3 separate regions of the Sus scrofa genome follow, and all the other regions are linked to region 2. The links are chromatin contacts, called in public HiChIP or PLAC-seq maps. All regions are on one chromosome and are shown on one strand. The core of a region is the stretch at or near the end of the contact, and the rest is flanking DNA. Distances in the headings are between cores, read along the strand shown.

What was found. HiChIP or PLAC-seq counts read pairs in DNA pulled down with a chosen protein or histone mark.
Region 1: an H3K27ac HiChIP or PLAC-seq map of alveolar macrophages shows a contact between it and region 2. The contact joins the enhancer-like site here to the promoter of MGAT4B in region 2. A contact is called at or near these places in 1 of 5 promoter capture datasets (fetal liver), 4 of 47 Hi-C or Micro-C datasets (blood, embryonic fibroblasts, liver and 1 more) and 1 of 2 datasets of contacts at active chromatin or transcription factors (alveolar macrophages).
Region 3: a contact with region 2 is called in an H3K27ac HiChIP or PLAC-seq map of alveolar macrophages. The contact joins the promoter of MAML1 here to the promoter of MGAT4B in region 2. A contact is called at or near these places in 1 of 5 promoter capture datasets (fetal liver), 2 of 47 Hi-C or Micro-C datasets (embryonic fibroblasts and liver) and 2 of 2 datasets of contacts at active chromatin or transcription factors (alveolar macrophages and skeletal muscle).

What each region holds. Positions count from the first base shown.
Region 1 is chr2:78,685,219-78,687,918 of Sscrofa11.1, forward strand. It overlaps TBC1D9B (TBC1 domain family member 9B), which reads left to right. Exons shown (of 22, transcript XM_003123648.4): 3 at 356-474. Among named protein-coding and RNA genes, the nearest start is that of TBC1D9B, 11 kb to the left of the region's middle. Within about 2 kb of position 1,368, at least 4 of the 83 cell types and tissues checked have an H3K27ac peak or open chromatin away from gene starts, as enhancers often do. A contact at or near this core is called in alveolar macrophages, where this site is marked.
Region 2 is chr2:78,782,417-78,785,116 of Sscrofa11.1, forward strand. It overlaps MGAT4B (alpha-1,3-mannosyl-glycoprotein 4-beta-N-acetylglucosaminyltransferase B), which reads left to right and starts at 1,359. Exons shown (of 15, transcript XM_003123649.4): 1 at 1,359-1,759. The coding sequence starts at 1,663. It overlaps LOC106507307 (a long non-coding RNA gene), which reads right to left and starts at 1,365. Exons shown (of 3, transcript XR_002341724.1): 1 at 1,179-1,365; 2 at 400-480.
Region 3 is chr2:78,875,247-78,877,983 of Sscrofa11.1, forward strand. It overlaps MAML1 (mastermind-like protein 1), which reads right to left and starts at 1,387. Exons shown (of 5, transcript XM_003123646.5): 1 at 771-1,387. The coding sequence starts at 1,085.

The DNA.
Region 1 (2,700 bases), core at 118-2,617, 97 kb before region 2:
ACATTTTAATCTCTCCTTGAGTTTTTTGTTTTGTTTTGTTTTTTGTTTTCTTCTTAGGGCCACACCCATGGTATATGGAAGTTCCCAGGCTAGAGGTTGTATCGGAGCTGCAGCTTCCGGCCTACACCACAGCCACAGCAACCCCAGATTCGAGCTGTATCTGCGACCTACACCATAGCTCACAGCCATGCTGTATCCTTAGCCCACTGAGCGAGGCCAGGGATCGAACCTGTGTCCTCATGGATACTAGTCAGGTTCATTACTGCTGAGCCACAATGGGAACTCCCTGAGTTTATGTTTAAGGCCTGATAATTTTATGATTTTCCTTTTCTTCCCCCCACCAAACCTCCCCTAGGTTCTTCCCGCAAAGAAATCACAAAACACTGGGAATGGCTGGAAAACAACTTACTTCAGACTCTGTCCATCTTTGACAATGAGGAGGATATTACCACGTTCGTCAAGGGCAAGATACATGTAAGATTCACTTTCCACTCCTGGTTCTTACTCTCTTCTCTGGGCTAGCAGTATTCTCCTAGGTTATCTTCAACGACATTCAGGCAGCATGGTGTAGGTCTTTTAAACAGAGATGGAAACGAAGTGGATCCAGTTCCCTTGATGTTGAAAGGGGTACTTGAACTTGTGTGCAGGCCCCATGTTCTGGCCAGCCCCTGGTGTCTGACTAAGCTTAGCTGGGGGTTTCCATTCCCTGCAAAGGGCCTTAGAGCAAATATGCAGATACACAACTCTGATGGCCAGTTCCTTGGCCAAACGAGGAAGAAGTTGGAAATGATAGAATAGTTTGAAGTGTGTTTTTGTTATAAAACTCACATTACTTCAAAATGCACAGACACTTTGACCCAGCAAGTCCATTTTTGAAATTTACCCTACAGTGTATTCATATGTGCAGAAGGATGTGTGTCTCAGGATGTTCTCTGCAACACTGTCAGCAAAAAAAAAAAAAAAACTGGAAACATTTCCTCCCAGTCCCATGGTAAGAGGGGAAGTAGCTGTTCTTGCCTCTGCAAAATGAGAGTGCTAATACTGCTAGCATAGCATTCGTTGAGTACTTTCTATGTGAACACTGTGCTGAGCATTCTCTATTCTGAGGCCTTAGTCAGTCATGTGTGGTATTCTTAGTGGAAAATTTTACAGCTTTCAAAATAATTTTGAAGATTTTAGCAATATGTAAAAGTTTTTATCACGATGATATTTAGGTTGCTTCCTCCTTAGGGAATAGTTAACATTATAATCTGAGTGTATGTGTGTCTTTTTCTTTCTGTTAGATTATAGCCTTAGGGTAGATTCTTCAGAGGACTCTTACTGAGCCAAAGGTTGATGATGCAGACTTACTTTGGGCAACATCCCCTGTGACTCTATTACGCCAGAACCTCCTAGCCCTGGGCGGGTAGCCTAAGAGTTCCTCAGCAGTTCTCCATGCACTTGGGGTTCAGGGAGGGCCGATTTCTAGCTCCAGGAAAACAGGCAAAGGGAGCAGAGGGAAGCCTTCACTCTCCTAATGAGCTAGCTAGGCAATAGTAATAATAACAGCAACTTATTAAATGTTTCTCTTATGGTAGGCCCCAACAAACTAATCAACAAATCAGAACAAAGTTCTAGATGGGGCAAAGCAAAAATGGAAATTATAAGTACTGGAGGAGCTCCTGTCGTGGCTTAGCGGTTAGTGCACCTGACTAGGATCCATGAGGATGTGGGTTTGATCCCTGGCCTCCCTCAGTGGGTTAAGGATCCAGCATTGCCATGAGCTGTGGTATAGGTCGCAGACGTGGCTTGGATCCCACGTTCCTGTGGCTGTGGCATAGGCCAGCCACTACAGTTCCAATTGGACCCTTAGCCTGGGAACCTCCATATGTCGCGGGTGTAGCCCTAAAAAGACAAAAAGCCCCCCAAAAAGGAAGATACTAAGAACTGAACAATTCTGGAAATACTACTTTACATCAGAATTTGTGTGATGCAGCAAAAGCAGCACAGAGAAGGAAATTTAAAGCCTTAAATCTTATTTTTATAATATGACAAAAAGAAGAAAGGGTGAGAATTAATGAGTCAGATGTCCAACTCAGTAAGTTAGAAGAACACCAGAGAAGCTGGGGAATTAGAAAGAAGGAATGCAGTTATCACAGAAAGATAACTACTCACTGAAGGTGCAGATGATGGTAGGTATTTCTTAGCAATAAAGTATTTTTTAATTAAGATGGGTACCTTATTTTTTTAAGATGTAATGCTGTGACATATTTAATAAGCCACAGGACAGTGTAAACATAACTTTTGTATGCCCTGGGGAACCAAAAAATTCATGTGACTCACTTTAATTTGATACTGACTTTATTGCCGTGGTTCAGAACTGAACCCACAGTATCTCCAGGGTATGTCTGTAACAAAAGGCAGAAGTTAATTCCATAGAAAATGAAGGAATGACACGGAGGAGCAACAGATCCAAAAGCAGCTCTCAAATGTAAATAAACCTGTGGCAAAAGTGATCCAGGACAAAAGAGAGAAACCTCAAATGAGCAATGCTGGAAATGAAACATGAGAGCGCTTTTAACAAAGCAGGGTTAAAAAAGAGAGAGAGAGAATGCCATAAGCAGCTTTAAATCCATAAATTTAAGACTTGAGACAAGATAGCCACTTTTTTAAAATAATGTTTTAAGCAGAGCTTCCTTGCCTGCCCACTTGCATCTCTCA
Region 2 (2,700 bases), core at 109-2,608:
GTTCTCGTCCATTGCAAAGGGAAAATCCCAACCACTACTCTGCCATAAGCAAAACCCAGCGCAATAGGCAAGGATACCTGTTATCAAAAATGTCTCTATGGACCAATGCATACTGATACACATACAAACAACAAACTTACAGTCCCACAAACAAAGGCACAAACTGGAGTGGCTCACCCCAAAACAACACACACACACAATTACAAATAACATATAAGACAGAAAATCAGAGACGGGGTAGTCTAAAATTCCACTTCCATTCCCAGACAGAAGACACGTCCAAACAGATTGGCCCAGATCTCAAAAGAGAACGGACCCAAAGTGACTCACTTCCCACAAGGGAAGCAGCCCAAATGGAATGGAGAGAGTTCCCAGCCTCAGCAAGCTGGAGCGACTTACCCCCAATCAACACTGAATGTGGAACACAGCTCTGGACATTTCTTAGCTTTAAACAGCATCCTGCCCTGGGGTGGCTGGTGCCTGCAGGGCGAGAGACACACACACACACCTCTTCCCCAGAGCAAAATGAGCTCTGGGCAGCTGCTGGGAACTCAGGTAAGGGGCTGCCCCAGCAGGTGTCAATCTGCTGGGCACAGTGTCCCACCTGGGCTGCCATAATTGTTACCAAGTCCGTGTGCTCAGTGCACACCAAAGCCAAACAACACCGAAAGTCAGGATTTGGAGCACAGAAAGGTTTACTGCAGTGCCATGCAAGGAAATGGGTTGCTTGTGCTTTAAAAAGCCACAAACTCCCTGCAGGCTTTCAGCAAAGCCCTTGTAAAGGCAAGATGAGGGAGGGACGTGGTTGTTGCAAATTTCTCTGTGCCTGATAATTTGTTTTCATAGCTGTCCACATAGACATAGGTATAGACAAGATTGTTTTTAAAACAAAAAAGGTGCAGAGCATGACTAAGCACAGGCAACAAAGCACAAAGGTTAAAATAACAGGAACAGATCTAATATGGAGTCAGATTTGTTCTTCCCTATTACTCCCCTCCCACTTCCTAGACTCCCTTAGACCTAGGGGAGGGGCCTGAAGTTCCCAGAGTTAACCTGAGTGGGCTCCGGACCTGGGTGGGGGTTGTTCATAATGGAAATGTTACTGAAAAGGGGTCAGAGGTCCACGCACGACGCCTCCACCCAAAGCGACCTGCCTGAAGGCCACGGCCTCAACCTACCTGAGGCCTGAGCCCAGGGCAGCCCCAAGTCTGGGACCGCGTGAGTCCACGCAGCAGCCACTGTCCCGAGCCTGGCGGAGGGCGGAATCCCGGTGTTGGTCCCACCCCGCCCCCTCGCGGTGCTGGTGGTGGCAGCCTGTGATGCGGCCCCTTTAAATCCCGGCCGCCCCGCCCTTCGCAGCCACTCGGCGGCGGCCCCGGATCCAGGCCGGGCCGCGGCTCTTGCCGCGCAGCTTAGCCCATCCCGGCCCAGGCGCCAAGCCGAGGCCGTCTGCTCCCCGCACCCGGGAGTAGCGGTTACTTCCGCGACCGGTCAGGTGTCCACCCCGGCAGGCCCGCCTGCATCCCCGCCCGGCCCCGGGCTCCCAGCCCGTCCCCGCCCCGGGGCCGGGGCCCCCGCAGCCTCCTGGTCCCCGCGCCCCGGCCCCGGTCCCCCGGGCCATGCGGCCTCGGCCCCGCCGGCGCCCACCGCGCACCCGAGGAGATGAGGCTCCGCAATGGCACCTTCCTGACGCTGCTGCTCTTCTGCCTGTGCGCCTTCCTCTCCCTCTCCTGGTACGCGGCGCTCAGCGGCCAGAAAGGTGAGCCCCTCCTCCGCCGCCGCCCGCCCGGTGCCCCATCCACACCTGGGAGCCGGCGTCCGGAGCAGGGTGCGGGCATCCGCCCGCGAAGCGGCCGGAAGCGGACGCAGGCGCCCCTTCCTCGCCCGAGCGGCGGGGGAGGACGCCCCTCCCATCCTCGCCCCCACTTGTTTGCTGCTGGAATAAAGAAATTCTCCTGCGGCCTGGGCTGGGCCGCGCGGGTGAGCAGATAGTGGGCGCCCAGGGCACGCTCCGAACCGGCCTCCGTGAGTACAGTTCTGCCATGCTGGGGACTTCAGAGTTCTCACAGAGGGACAGAGACACAAGGTCACAGAGGTGGCTGTGCTGTGCCAGAGGGTTCCCAGGGTACCAGCTCCAGGCACCTGGGTACACTGTTCCTGATGATACCAAACCCAAGTCCGCTCTGCCTTCCCAACGACAAGCCAGTACATTCCAGAGATGAGTTGTTGGGGCAAGGAATAGTGACTTTAATCTGAAAGCTAGCAGACCAAGAAGATGGCAGACTAGTGTTTTAGAAAACCATCTTGCCTCAGTCCCAATTCAGGCTCCTTTTATACTGAGAAGCGGGGGGGGGGGAGCCAAGGGTCTCTCACTAGCTGTCACTTGCATGGGGGAAGGGCCCCCTACAATGCTGGCCACTAAAGGTCACTCACGAAGGACTGCTTACAACTCCTCAGTGTCAATGTCCATGGAAAAGGGGGCAGCGATCTTTTTGGCTACTTTCTGCTGTACCTGGGCACTGAAAGTGTGACCATGGAATGGAATTGATCAGTTTTATGCTAGGAATATTAAGTAATACAATTCTCTTTATCTACAACTATTTAAACTTGGTAACATTCCTGCTATGATGAAACTTTAATCTCAATACTTATCCCTTTTCAAGAGCAACCTTAAGTCTTCTAAGGGTTCACAAACCCATT
Region 3 (2,737 bases), core at 137-2,636, 93 kb after region 2:
ACACATTACAAATTAAATTGGTAACATTTGTTCTAAACTCCACATTACCCAGAAAGCAACAACAACAAAACCTGTTTTATCAATTTCAGGGAGGAAAACTTCTAACCAACAAATTTCCCGAATATCTACTGAGAACCCAAAGGGAACAATAATTTACCGACGAAACTTAACACCGTCAGAGATTTTAAACAGGCTTATAATTAAAACTGGAATTGTCCACAATATTGCTGGAATCACAAATACACAAACTTCGGAATTCCCTAAACAAAGAATACTTTTGTGCCACGCAATGAGCAGTACTATGCCTTCACTAAGATTTCCAGATTCTCGGATTTTCCATTCAGAACAGTTTGATCTGGTCAACTAAAGTTCGTCTTATTCTCATATTTAAGCCCTGACGCTGCAAAGAGCAAGGACCCAATGGACATTTACAGAGTAAATGAAGCCACTCTCAAAGGCAACTTTAATACCAGTCTGTTCCAAAAGTAAACTACTCATAATTTCGGAATCAAGTCTGGAAGAAAAACCTTTCAACGATGGTTCGCCAACCTTCCCGGCCGGAGCCTTAACGTAAGGTCCTTGGGGTCGTGTTTTCCCAAAGTAATGCCACAGTGCCATTTCCCGCAGATGACAACTGCTCAGTCCCTGCCATATTAGCCTCCCCCGAGCCAGACCCGACGAATTAAGGGCACTGGGGAAGTCTCAAAGGGCCCCAGGAGGCGTCGGGGCAGAGTCTCCCAGGAAGGGGAGGCTCCCCGAGCCCTACTCACCGCGACAGGGCGGCCGTGCTCCGGACCGTCAGTGACGTCGAGGCGGGGGGCCGGGGCAGGCGCCGGGGCCGGGGCCGGGGCAGGCGGCTGCCGGTGCTTGCCGGCGCGTTTGGCCTTGGCCTGGATGCAGCGCTGGTGTAGGGCGAAGGTGTGCTGGCGTTCGAGCTCCAGACGCTCGGGCGACACGGCCTCGTAGCGGGCCTCGCAGGTGCTGTGGTGGCGCCGACACAGCTCGATGCGCCGGCGGAGGCGCTCCATGACCGCGCTGTGCCGCGGCAGCGCAAACTCCGCCATGGGGCAGGTGGGCAGCACCATGGGCCGCGGGCTGCACGGGCCGGGCCCAAGTCGGGCCTCTCGGGGCCGGCTGGCACTGTGGGCTCCGCTCCCCGCCCGTGGCCCGGCCGCCTTATGGCCACGCCATGACCCCGAGAGCTGTGCAGCGGGCTCGAGCGCGGCGGCGGGTCTTGCTCCGGCCCCGCTCGGCCCAACCGGGGCAGGCGTTCGCTGCCCACCTCAGGCCTCGGCCTGTCCCCGCCGCCCCGAACCCATTGTTTTCCGCGCCGCCGCCGCCGCCATCTTAAAATTGTTTTCAGGGCTCTCGGAAGAGGGCAGGGCCCCGGCAAGCTACCCCGGCGTCACGGCTGATGAACAGGGATTGCAGCCAATCAGAGAAGAAAGAGTGGGCGGCCCGAGGGGCGGGCACGAGCACGCAAGAAGCGCGCTAGGGCTCCCGTGCGGAGTTTAAAAGGAACTCTCTAGTGAGAGGCAGAGGGTAGCAGCTGGGCGGGCTTCGGGCCTGGGTTCCAGCCAACTGAGACCGCCTGGAGCCGGCCCTAACACCGCCTCATGCGGAGAGGCCCTTCCGGGTCCGCAGAGGAAAGAGGGGCAGGCCTAACTGGCTAAACCCAGACGCCCGCCTGGCACTCCTTCAGCCTCTTTAAATTCGGCTTTGATGAGCTCTCAAGTAAGCCATGCTTTTTCCAGCTGGTTTTCTTCCCTCACTCATTACATTCAGCCTCACAATTGGTCAGAATCGTACACGAGTGAGCTGAAAAGGTTTGTTTCCTCTTGCACTATTCTGAATCATCGAGACTATCATCTCCCTTTATATGTCTTAACAGATTTCACAAGTTCAACTACCACTTTAAAAAAAAAATCCCTAGTAGATATGAAGAGAGAAAGGAGTCTAGCTCTTTCTTTGCGGGGTGGTGGTGGTGGTGGGAGAATAGAACTGCAAAGGATGATCCTTAAGTAAACACACATACACCCACCCAATCAGGGAGCCTAGCCTGCAAACTCTTTAAAAAATATATTTTAAAGATTTTAAAAAGTTTTAAAGCTTGTTAGGTAAAACAGAGTCACTCAACAAAATCCGACTAAAGACAACTGCACTCTAGTATTATAACCAGTACGTAAAGAGAATGGGAGACTGTAGGGAAAAAACAGGAGCAATGAAACAGATAGTCTGTGGTGTTGGGCCAAGTTAACTAGAAACAGGTATTGGCACCCTGATTGCTAAAAAGTTAAATAGGAGGTGCCAAAATGAGAAACGTCAATAATAGCTCAAACATGTTACACTTTTTACTAGGCCAGTGAAAACGTTTTATTTTAAAATCAGAAAAAAAAAATTGAGTCCTCATTCAAATAGTATTTGTTTTTATACAAACGCAGAAAAAAATTTAAGTGGCCCAGAAAGGCAAAATTGCCTAGGGCTCATGAATGCCATAACATGGTCCTGCTCTTAACATTCTTCAAATTCTACACCGGAAATAATTTCTTTTCTAATAGCAAAGATAATAGTAACTAGGAGCATTACATTTCCAGTACTTTAGTAAGCACTTCAAAAGCCTAATATTGCATAAATACAGTTGTGGTCTTTCAAAAATATCACTGAAGGAGTTCCCATCGTGGCGCAGTGGTTAACGAATCTGACTAGGAACCATGAGATTGCGGGTTCGGTCCCTGCC